2 separate regions of the Sus scrofa genome follow, and region 2 is linked to region 1. The links are chromatin contacts, called in public Hi-C maps. All regions are on one chromosome and are shown on one strand. Each heading gives the region's core, a stretch centred on a gene start, on an enhancer-like site or on the middle of the called end of the contact. The rest is flanking DNA. Distances are from core to core; before and after follow the strand shown.

The links. Hi-C and Micro-C count contacts between places; a contact is called where the count stands out from the background.
Region 2: a contact with region 1 is called in a Hi-C map of epiblast stem cells, with 1.9 times the contacts expected there. The contact joins the promoter of TAC1 here to the promoter of SDHAF3 in region 1. A contact is called at or near these places in 1 of 5 promoter capture datasets (liver) and 1 of 47 Hi-C or Micro-C datasets (epiblast stem cells).

The regions. Positions count from the first base shown.
Region 1 is chr9:76,694,988-76,701,220 of Sscrofa11.1, reverse strand. It overlaps SDHAF3 (succinate dehydrogenase assembly factor 3, mitochondrial), which reads right to left and starts at 1,709. Exons shown (of 2, transcript XM_021063386.1): 1 at 1,468-1,709. The coding sequence starts at 1,641.
Region 2 is chr9:77,195,203-77,201,576 of Sscrofa11.1, reverse strand. TAC1 (protachykinin-1) reads right to left here and starts at 4,174. Exons shown (of 6, transcript XM_005667633.3): 1 at 3,897-4,174; 2 at 3,365-3,496; 3 at 2,284-2,380; 4 at 1,792-1,836; 5 at 1,267-1,290. The coding sequence starts at 3,487.

The sequences.
Region 1 (6,233 bases), core at 460-2,959:
CCTACTTTTTTCTGAAAAAAACTTTCCAGATCTTATATTTTAAGACCTATCAAAGTGCCCTTATTTATTCCCAACATATATGGAGCTCCTTCCTGTCCTGCCACAAACTGACCTGGCTTAAAAGATGTCACTTAACACGTGAATATCATACAGTTTCATTGCAATTAGCAACTTACAAGGTGATTTAAATACATATGCATACATGAATTTAGAGATACATACTGTAAATACTGTTACTAATTTACGGATAAGAAAGTAAGGCTGGTAAATGATCTGACATTTAATAACGTCGGTACCTGAATTTGAATCCAGTTCTTCTGATTCCAAGACCAAGTTAAACCATATTTAATGAAAGCAGTCTGCATTTTAAAAAATTCAACTTCCCTGGCTCTAGACAGGATTATTACATCCAATACACATGCTTTGCAGGCAAGTTCTAAATTTCATCACCGTCCTAAATGTCTCTCTTGCAAGCATCAATGATTCTACCATCAAAATTCTGTGAGTCAGTGAAAAACTTGTGTTCACCCTAACGTTCACACTTTGTTCACCCTGTGTTCACTCTTTGTAGCTTTTTTTCAAAAAACCGTCTTTAGTAGTCTTCTCTTTAACCATCAACTTTTTAGGCTGAAGAGTTGCTTACCTCGGTTCTTAAATCAACACTGCTTCATGCTTTCAAATACCTGAAACGTCGCCCTATTCGCCAATTCCATTCATTTCTTCTATTTGTACATCATACCTATGGTCAATCCTGAATGGTTCCCAATCCCACTAAACATTCGGAATGAAATACGATAAATATCTTCTGACATCACTAAAAAGGGGGAGGGGGAATCAAAGGGCTAATCCCCAATGCATGTGTCTCTAGATTTACTGCAATAATGCAGAGCAATTACAAAAATGACGTGACTTGAAACCAACTTTCACCTGACTTAACTCTGACTAGCTTTTCCGCCCACCGCTTGTAATCCTCTCACCCCAGTCTTATCTGATTTGTTATCAAAGCCCAACAAAGAGCGCTAAGATTTTAAAAGTAGTATGTATAGAAACAAGCCTCTAAAACACTGAAAACTAGTAATACCATAAATTTATCAAGGCGCTGGAGAAGACAAAAAACTGTTAAACGATAAACTCTATAAGCACTTGACGGCGACTTAATTTTATAAACTTCTCTTAACCCCTCCAGTGCCTGGCAAAGTTAAACTGACTTGGAGACGCTGATATAGCAAGATCTGCTACAGCTAAGAACCTGTGGGAAAAAGAGACCAGTTTGGGGTGTAACTTTGCGAAGTACTGTTTGAACGACTTTGCACTGTTTAATTTAAACGGAACAGCCTGCCGCCGTGTTCGAGCTTAAGGGGGCCCAGGGAAAACCAGCCAAGGACAGGCGTCTCTCCCAGAGACAAACAGGGACACCTCTGAGGAACCCCGAAGGTCTGGGGCGGAAAAAAGGGAGCAGTCACTTGCCTCCCATTCCTGCAAGAAACGCTGGGCCTCTTCAGAACCAACGGTCTTATGTCTCCTAAATTCGTCCTTCACATACTGGTCGCCAAGGGCTTTGAGGTCTGGGGGCAGAGACCGGTGCAGCAGCAAAATACGCCGATACAGAGCCCGAACTCGTGAAACGTGCCGCGCCGGCATAATCCCGCGCGTGGACCACAGACCGCGCCTGCGCAGATTGATGATGTGTGCCCGCCCACTTTACCAGCCGGGTATATTTGCAAATCGTGACGTAGGCGGAAGAAGGCGCGCGACCTTCATCCGATTTGGTCCTTTCTAATATTAGGACCTTCCGGAAACCGGAACTTCAGCTGCTGGGGGGAAATGGGCCGGCCCTTCTCTGGAAGAGGCGTGGCTTTCGTGGAGCGCCTGAGCTGCGATTGCTCAGGTGCTGAGTCAGGGCAGAGAGGCTGCCCACCCGCGGTCAGGCGTCTGCCGCTTGTTGTCTTTCACTCACGCCCCGTCATCTTTTCTATTCATCTTACACCATTCCCTCCTCATAAAGGCCTCAGGAAGCCTTCCATGGTTAGCTTAACCCACTTAAGATATCTTACGTTGTCCCTGCGTTCTTCGAAAGGGACAGAAATGGGAGTCATCTCTTTGTCCACGAGCCCACCACCCACGTACCTTGCTCGGTGTTGTGGTCCTAATTTGTACCCTGAAGCCCTGGTAACTCAAGTGAGACTTGAGGCAGCAGGTCAAGTTGTCTCAGGTCAAGATGGCTGTAGAAGAATCATTAGCATTTTAAATGTATTGTTTCTAAGGCTACCATCCTGGAAATTCTGATTAAGTATTTTGAGATGCAAATGTAGAATCAGGGCATTCACAAATCTCTACCTTTTACAAAGGCACTACTGAGAGTGTGACCAGTCAAAGTGGCAGCAGTTTGGCCTCATTCCCTCTCCCATCACACCTTTGGTCCTTCAGCAAACCCTGATGGCTCCACCAACACAGTGTATGTAGAATTCGACCATTTTTCACTACTCCCTCCACCATGAGTCTCTCCTTACCAGATACTGTAGTCGCTTTTGTCTTCTGCTCTGCCCTAATCAACTCTGATCATTTACCTAAACTGTAAATCAAATCATGTCACTCCTGCCTAGGATTTTCAACAGCCTCTGCTGCTGATGGTGTCCAGCTGCCTTGCTCGTTCCTGTAACTCTGATCACATCTTTTTACATAGCTTTTTATTACTATATTTCTAGCTTTAAAAAAAATCATGTCAATCTTCTGACCAATAAAATCCTTCAGTGGCTTCTCATCAGAGTAGAATCCAAAGTCTCTCCACTTCTTGGCTCTCTAAATTTTCTCCTACTGCTCTCTCCCGAGTTGGTCAACTTCAGCGCACTGGTCTTCAAGCCCCTAATTCATCTTTGAACAGGGCAGTTACACTCCTAAGGGCCTTGGTATTTGCTCTTACGACTGTTTGGAATGTTCTGCCTCATCGATCTTGGCTAACACCTTTATTTCACTCATCACTTTAGGTCTCCTTCTGATGAGACCCTTCTTGACAATGGTATTTGAAATTAGAGTATCATGCTCAGAACTTCCCAAGCTTTATTTTTCTCTATAACATGTACATATTTTACTTATTTGCTTATTGTCTGTCCCCCCAGCCCCCACTAGATTACAAATTCCATGAGGGCCAGAATTTTGTGATTTTAAGGGTGTCAAGTGATGAATGGGCAAGAGTGTGGGAAAATTTATATATGACTCCCTCCCAGGACCCAGATTTTTGTTTGTACAAAGACTGTTTGAAAGACAAAAAGACACACACCCCTCTGGAAGGGCAGGGACTTACTCATTTTAGTATCCTTTTCAGGGCCCACCACAGTGCCTTACAAATAGTAAATATTCTAATATTTACTACCTCGAATGGGCTTTTTCCTTTTCCAAAAATTTTGGAAAAATATTTGTTTAAAGGAATACAGAACATTTTTAAAAAATGGATTTAAGTTGGTATCTTGACAAACCACATTAATGGCAAGGATTGAATGACAGCATGGTTATTTTACTTCAGGAAATTTGTTCTAACCATAGTTCATCTCTTAATATCCCTGTAAATTGAAAATTAATTTCTTGTTCCAGTTTACTTTTTTTTCTGGTTTCCTTTGGGGTTAAAATACATCTATAGTAAATACTTCTTTGAGAGCCAAAGCTCTTATGAAAATGTGGAAAAAAATTCTGCCAATAAATTAATCAAAAATAACAATAAAAGAATTAATTCAGCCTAAAGGGAGCAGAAAAGGTCCACAACGCTTTGGGCAGTCAGTGCTCAAAAATGGCAAATGATGAGTAAGAGAGAAGCCAAGACATAATGTTGTGGTTGGGCCTTGAGAGGAATAAAGAATAACAGAATAATGGTAAATGACCTTTTTTTTTTTTTTTATGGTGGGCTGGACAGTGAGTTATGTTTTTAGGACAAAATTTTCTCTGTTTCCTTGACCTTCCAATTTAGGCTGACCAGTGTTCCTCTTGTGGTCAAAATAGCCATGAACTGAAAATAAGATCTGGGTTCTATTCTTGGCTACTAATCCAGATCAGTACACTTCATGCAGGCCTTTCCTTTATCCTCCACGAATTTGGTTTTCCTCTGTGTTACACAGCAAGTCACTCAGCCACTCTGTGCCTGGATTTTTCTCATGTATCAAATAAACTGGGTTAGGTCATGAGACCCTTTCAATTCTGCTAATCTAAACATGATTTCTCCCTACTTGCCTCCAAAATGTTTTGTAAAAGTAGAAGCAGATATGTACCTACTCTGAAGTTATTGCGTTGAGAAGATTTTTAAGAAGAAAGGAAACTCTTCAAAACTTTATTAGGAACACATCACCTAAGCCTCTGAGGGCACAGAAAATACAACCACCACAATATACCCATACCCATAGGGAAATTCACACAGCAGGCATACTATTCAGTACACTGCTTATGCAGAACAACTCCCACACAAATAAAAATGCAAGAGGCTGCTAAAGAAGTTTTTTTTTTTTTTTTTAACAGGCAGAGAACTATGAGGTCAAAGGAGATGGAGAGAGATCACTGAATAATAAAACTGGAAGGGGAAAGGAAACACCTGCCTAGAACATATTAGATTGTTACTTTGTATTATGCCCTAGTCTTCACATTAATATGTTAAAAATGCTTTGTATCATGCCCTAGTCTTCACATTAATATGTTGAAAATAAGTCTTACTTGCAAATAATGTTAAAGGCTTTTTCTCTTTAACTGGTGAGAAAAGACTGGTGAGTGGAAGAGGGTGGTGGCAAAACATGAGGAAATTGCTTTGCATTATTAGATATGGAAACAACACACCCACAGGTGTGGATTGGAATGGATAGGCTGCTCAGTTTTTAATTTATGGCTACTAAATTCCAAAATCTAAATCATTAAGAATGATGAAAATTAAAAGTCTGGAAGAAAGTACATGTTTGGCTCAACTTTCACATGATTAGTCCTGGAGAGATGAACAAGCCTGATTTAATCATTGTAACTACCCATACTCCCCCAAACACCAGAAATTGCCTTTCAGCATCATTGCATGGAGGTGAAAATATAAGGTGGTAGGACTTCTTTAAATATTTTTACTTGGTCTCTAAGTATTTTTAATTATTGAAATGCATTGGTAAGTAAGCAGATAGTCCTGAAAGCTAATTTTCCAGCTTAACCACAACAGTTTAAGGAATGAAAGAAGTCAATAAATTTAAGGAAAATCTATCCTTTGAAAGCTAGTTTGGAAAACATACCAGTCTTCGTTTAGCTGAATTTCTGAAACATGTTACATAAGAAACATCAGAGGGACTAAATGTGTTTGTACCTGGAGAGAAAGATCCAATGATAAGGGATGATTTAAATGTTTACAGTTGTTGAAAATGAGGGTGGAAAGTCAACCAAAGTCCATATAAATTGCTGTGCTTAATAATTTTAAGTACTAATGGTATTAATTATTTTCTAAGGAAAAAAACCTGATCATTGCCTAACATTATAAAACATTAGACAAATTCAACACGTGTTCCCAATTTTTAAATAATAAAATAAAATCAATGGATTCCTCAACACAAAAGCTGGCATCTTAGTTAACAAGAAAATATCTAACAAGTGGGCAGGTTTTGGTGTTTTGTTTTTTTTCTTTTTTTTTTTTTTTGGTTGCACCCAGCATGTGGAAGTTCATGGACCAGGGATCAAACCCTCACTGCAGCTACAGCGGGCACTACAGCTGTGGCAATGCTGGATCCTTAACCCACTGTACCGCAAGGGAACTTCTCAAGTAGGCAAGCTTTTGTGTAAAAAGGGAATGAAAAAAGAATATATATAATATTTCCTTCACTGTGCAAAAAAGATAAACCCAAAACTGATTTTCTGAAAAAGTTACCCATTGGGGGTATGTGAGGGTGGAGGGCAAGATAGAATAAAAATGAAAATGAGATGTTTCTGAGTACACATTTTTATAGTTGCAACTCGTGAACAGGGAAAACATCTCACATAGAAAAAATTTAATTACAAATTTTAAAAGCTGACACTAATATAGAAAACAAACCTTAAGAACTATTTCTCAATACTCCTTTGGCCATACGCTATAAACTTTATTCCAAATTAGTTCATCACTTACATTTATTTCCTCTTTTCCCAAAAGTTGTTTAATTGATGTAAAAATAGATTATGGCTCTCTTTCATAACTTCTGTCTAACTTTAGCATTAGGCATTGTAATCCATGAATAAGTCTTATAATTTATCAA
Region 2 (6,374 bases), core at 2,925-5,424, 500 kb before region 1:
CTGCTAGCTTTGGTTTTTAAGGGGTCAATTTCACATTTGTGTGACAGAAATGTCAAAGCTTGTTTCCTCACATTATGGAATATATTGTATTTCTCAGGAAGCTGAAGCTTAGTTAAATCAGATCCTATACTTGATGATTATAAACTTCTAAAGGTGACTACTTCTATTTTATTGGATTTTTAAAATACTTCTTTTGGAAAAGGTATATCAGTTTTTACATTAAGAGAGTACATTTATTTCTTTACATAGAATTTTGCTATGTATAATTCCTTGGAAAGTCAAGTCCTTAGAAATTCAATCTGAATAAGATATATTTACTTTCAAAGATGAAGCCCTTGGAAAGGATTATCATTTTAACTCTGGTGGGAGGACGTCTGCTGGTTTATACTATATTAGTTGAGAACACTGCTGTTTTAGTGTGGCCTATTCTGCCCCCAGTGAACCAAAATCCAAGCTGGGGTAAGTGAACAAGATTGAGATGGGCCCCTGGGACTTCCTGTCAACTCTGGTTCCTTTAACTGGGAAACGGATCAAATGACTGTCAAGCCATGATTCTGCCATCTTTGTTGCTCTAAGAAATGTTTCACTGTGCTTTGAAAGACTGAGGTTTCCCATTCAATTATGGGATCAAAAAGCTACATTTCTATCTTTACCTTTAGTATGGATTCTCTATGCACATATTCATCCCATTACTTTAATTGGCTGCTGGATTACTCTATAATTGATGTCATAATATCCAGCATACTAAAGTAAACTAGGAGATGCCTATAAATGCTTGGATTTTTGTTTCTGCAGTGGAAGTAGTGGGTGGGGATGAGGGAAGAGGCATATGTGGTGAATTTTTACCCCTAGGGTTGAAATTCTTACCTAAAACTAAAAATTATAGGAGTTTAAGGATTCCTTTTTTCTTTCCTTCCTTCCTTTCTTCCTCCCTTCCTTCCTCCCTCTTTCTTCCCTCCCTCTTTTTTCTTTAGCAGATTAAAAGAAAAAAATATTTTTTTCGGTTTCTGTGGGTCAGGAATTTAGCAAAAGTTTAGTTAAGAATTAAGGATTTTTAATATAACACATCATTTTGGTAAGTATGACATGTTTAAGCAACAGAGCTTTAAACAATCATGTTCTGGATGTAATTTGAGTCTTCTCCATTCTTATACTGTCTTAATTGAAAATATCAAGTCTTAAGTTACAACAGAAAATATTACATAAAGTAGAATTGAATCTAATTACATTTGCATTTGATAAATGACAAAATGATATGTAACTTACTTTTATGAGAGATCTGGCCATGTCCTATTGAAAAAAAGATAAAATTAGCAAACACGATAGATTCATTTTAGAGGTGCTACATTATTTCTTTTAAAGAGAATTATAAAAGGAATTGATTTTTTAAATAACATGACATTTCCCATTCAAGGACTATGCTGAGGAATATAGGAGAACCGTAAATACTAGTCAAATTATTAATAATAAAAACAAAATATCTTAACAAACGAAAGTAATATTTTGAAGTCACTTATATGGGCCATGGATTCAAAGCCAGGACTGAGAGACTCCTGAGGCCGGTTAATAACTGCCTGGCCGAAACACCTCTCTGTCTTCTTATAAGAGACATATCTTCAAGGCTGGCCACAGTTTGATGCTCAGGAGAGAGAGATGGAAATCCATCTCTTTAATCAAGAGGCATTGTCAAGAATCTGTATTTCAGCCCAAAGAAGACTTCATTTTCATACACGTGCATTTTCATAAATGTGCATTCATAATAGTAAAATAAAGATTTATAGAAATGTTTACCATAAAGAGCCTTTAACAGGGCCACTTGTTTTTCAATTGAGGAATCTGACAAGAGACAATTGACATTAACTATTTACCCGTTCCATTGATGGTGTGATGAATTCAAGGAATTAAATATTTCTATCATGAGGCACCGGGTAGCTAACTGTAATCTAACCTCAGTGGTCTCAAATCAGTTTCCACATGCACTGAGAACATTCCGAGTACTACCCCTTGGAGGCCCCTAGCCTTTCTCTTTGACAGTTTGGATCCTTAGTTAAGGGGGTACTTCGCTAAAATTAGTTCTTGTTCTTGGTGGTTCTAAGGATCTCTCCCTCCCCCGCGGGCACGCATGAGTTAGCGAGGTGAGGGTCAGAATCGTGCCTTGAGAGATATACCCTCTTTAGGGTGGAAATCTTTACCCAAAGAGCAAGGTAGGCTGGGTGCGAGTGCGAGCTAGGCGGAGAAGGGCGAGTTGCCCAGGAAGAGAGAGAGGATGGTTGCCTATCTCACCAGCATCCCGTTTGCCCATTAATCCGAAGAACTGCTGAGGCTTGGGTCTCCGCGCGATTCTCTGAAGAAGATGCTCAAAGGGCTCCGGCAGCTCCTCCTGGAGGACAGATGTACCGACAAACGGCCATGTAGGCAACCAATGAGAGGCCCGGGAAACCGAGTCCTCCTTGCGGTGCGCTCCAGCCTTGGGCAAATCTCGGCGGTGGGGTTCGGCCAGGTCTGGGCTGGGGAACTAGCATCCAGGCGAGAGGAGGCCGGGCTTCCTCACGCCTGGAGGCTCCTTCTCTCGACCCCACCCCGAGGAATCCAAGTCCAGCGCCGCCCCCTCCCCCAGGCCCTGCCCTTGAGAGTTAGCTGGAGCAGCACCTTCTGCTCTTTCCGCCCAGCCCGGGGAGCCTCACTCATCTACCTCTCAGCCACCAGACTTTGTCTTTTCTCTGTCGCCAGCTTTGGGACCTCTCACGGTCTAAACGCACAGTAGTGGGGTGGTGGTGGCGGGATGGGAGGTTAGGGATGGTGACAGCGCTTTAAAGGGATTTGCACTGCGCGATTTGCCCTGTCCCCGAGGGGCACGCTCCCTTGCGCGAACAGCCTGTTAGCCTTCTAAAGGAAAACTAGCAGCTATGTCCTCAGGGCGATAAAATAAAAGTCAAGGCAGGAAGTTAGCTTCCCATTCACGGCGCCCCTCCAAGCCTTCGGCAGCTCGCCACTTGCCCAGCGTTCCCTAACGCCCTGTCCTGGCAGCTGGACCCGAGTGCCCGAAATCTGCGTTATTACGGGATGAAATTCCGTGTTTTCACTCTTGTGAGGATCCCAGAATCATCAGGGAGGGAATTATTTCTCTGGAGAGTTCCTGAGACCCAGTGATGCAGCCCTCCGTAAGAAATCGGCTTCGTGGGTGCAAAATCTCATTTAGGACCCAGAGGATGGGGTTCCTTTGCCTCCCTCCTCCCGCGCCTCCACTGCCTCTGGTTGTAGTCCCGGTGCCCACTGCAGTAACTGGGGTGCTATCTCGAGGGGTAAGTGACAGCTCCTGAGCCTAGGAAGAACGGTGCGGGCCATCTCAAAGACTGGGTCTCACCTTTATCTGGTCGCTGTCTGACCAGTCGGACCAATAATTCAGATCATCGTTGGCTCCGATTTCTTCTGCAAACAGTTGAGTAGAGACGAGAAAAAAGACTGCCAAGGCCACGAGGATTTTCATGTTCGATTTCTGGAAAGAGTGAGGAGAAGGGAAAGGGGAGAATATCTATATGGGGTGGCTATCCTAGAGTTGAAGCAACAGAAATTTCAGCCCCACAGCCGAGCTCAGAGCCGACTGAAACAAGATATACCGCCTAAGGGCTAAAGTCCTGACTGTACCATTTAGGAAAGAGACTCAAGCCCGCAACCTTCTCAAATCCCCTTCTTCCTGGATCACAATTCCTCCAGCCCCTAACTCACCAATCCACACCTTCAAGCCTGTAGGTGGAAGACAAGGATACCCGCCTTTCCCTAGTCTCTCTGCTGTTTCCCACGGTTCCCCGATCCAGCGGGTCCACCAGCCCCGCTAGACCCGGTCTCCGAGCAGTGCGCGTGGCAGAAAGCGCTCCCGGTAGGGCGCAGGCACCTACCACAGCTGAACCGTCCGCGGGGTTCCTCCGGCTGGTCTGAGCGCTCGCCCGGCGCTCTGCAATCCGTCTCCGCAATTGCGGAGAAGGAGGTCAGCAGCGCGCTCTTTTGCCTGCTGGCTGCCGGCGCGCTATTTATTCCAGTCTCCTTGAGGCTCGAGACCCACGTGACACGCTCCCCACGCGACTTTCTCTCAATATTTAATTAGCCGCCTCCTCTCCTTTCGCTTGCGTCTGATTGAGAGTTTCCGAGACGGTAATCCGTCCGTGCGCATAACATCTGGACCCAATTGGGTTCGAAGTGACGCAACTTTAGGAAAATCGAGATCTCGCCATACAATCCCCAGCGTTCCGTCTTCTTCCGCCTGCAGATCTGACGCCCCCTCCCCTATCTTTCTTCCGAACGGGGTTCCATGACACCTGAGATTACTCATCAGAATTGAGCAAAGTGACTCATTCCTCGGACTTTGGCAACTTTTACGTACCTTGAGACGTCAGGATAAGTTGCACTTTAAAGAATGGCCAAAAAACTTTAGATATTAAGATACTGTCGTTGGAAATCAGGCTAAGAAAGAACTTCAGACTGGGGTGGGGGAGGCATTCTCCCCGCCCCACCCCCATTTCCATCTGCAGAGTGTCTTAAGATTTTCTGAGATATAGCATCTTTCCATGAGCAGAACACCCTTTCCCCAAATCAGCTGGAATAGTGGCGTTTCTTCAGCAGTACTAAAGGACTTCTCAGTCTCACAGTATTTCAGGGGATGGAAACAAATCTATTTTACGTTTTGGAGACAGGAGAATTTAAACGTGGCATTACATAGTAGAACTTTTATAGCAGCGTCCTTGTGGAATACCTCCTCCCCCCGCCCCCCAGCTACCTGGCCATATGCAGGAGCAAGGGTTGGAAAAGAACGTTTTGTTTCTCTGCTACACTTACTCTCAGAAGGCTGAGAAATCCTCAAGAGATGTACCGGATCCTTCAGGGTTATCACTAAAGGACTCTTCAGCTCCTTCCTAAGTTTCTCCTTTATAGGAAAATTAGTGTAGGGAAGATGCTAATTGCTAAGAGCCCATGATTTGCCTCCAAGACATGTTTATTTCTTCTCTCACTGAATTAAATGACTATTCTGTCTGGGGTGGAGTTGTTTTCTCCTCTTTCCTTAGTAAGTATTCTGTTTTCCAGTTAATTCTGATGTTCTAGTATAGTGGATAAAAAATTATTGCAGTTTATTTAAACAAATATTTTTCCCTCTAATATTTGTTGTTTTTACTTAAATAAACCTGACTTTTCAAGTTCACATTTACATATCTCATTTCTTTAGGCCTGGCCTTGCAACATGAGGTATTCTATTCTTTGTTTTTATAACTTTTTAAATGGAGAATTATAAACATTTAGGAAAGTAGAGAGGCTCATCCACTTAAAAAATTTACGGGTTTCACTTACAAACTCTTTCTATTTCCCCACCATGATTATTTCAAAGCAAAGCTCAGACATAATTTCAACTCTAAATATTTCAGAATGTCTATAGAAAGTGTAAGTATCTTTAAAATTAAAAATATAAGCATGCCACTTTTCTACCTAAAAACAACATAAAATAATTCGTTACATATGGTCAAGTCAGTGTTCAAATATTCCCCATTTTTTCATAAGCCCCTCCTCAATACAGTTTACTAGATGAAATCAGAATTATAATGAAGTCCATACTTTCATGGTTCATATATATATGTACATGTGTATATATATATATATATATATATACACACGCATTTTGGTTTATACACACACACACACACACACATTTTTTTGGTCATCTTTTTGTCTTTTCTAGGGCTCCACCCAAGGCATATGGAGGTTCCCAGGCTAGGGGTCTAATTAGACTTGTAGCTGCCCGCCTATGGCCTAGGCTAGAGCTACAGCAATGTGGGATCCGAGCTGTGCCTGCAACCTACACCACAGCTCATCGCAATGCCAGATCCTTACAGAGTGAGGCCATGGATCAAACCCGAAACCTCATGGTTCCTACTTGGATTTGTTAACCACTGAGCCACAATGGGAACTCCTGGTTCAAATATCTCTTAAGTCTTCCTTAATCTATAGTCCATGCCCACCCCACTCTCACTCTGCTTCACACACTCTCTCCTTCTGGCTCTCTTTGTCCTTAGGGATAAAACTGCTCAATAAAATATACTACCTTCTGGAATTTTGATTGCCCCCTACAAGTTTCTTTTAACTTGTTCCTCTCTTCTATTTCCTGTTAATTGGTAGTTATATCTAAAAGTTTGATGCCATGGTGGTTCAGTTTTTTTGACAAAGCTACTTTACGTGTGTTTTTAGGAAGCACACGATACCTTTTTTTTTTTTCCTTTTGAGACATTAGCAGCTTTTGCTGATCAAAATATCTGATTACCTTATTAGTACTTTTGAAATAGTGTTATTCTGATTTTATCATTCTTTTTTTTTTTTTTTTTTTACTTATTAGC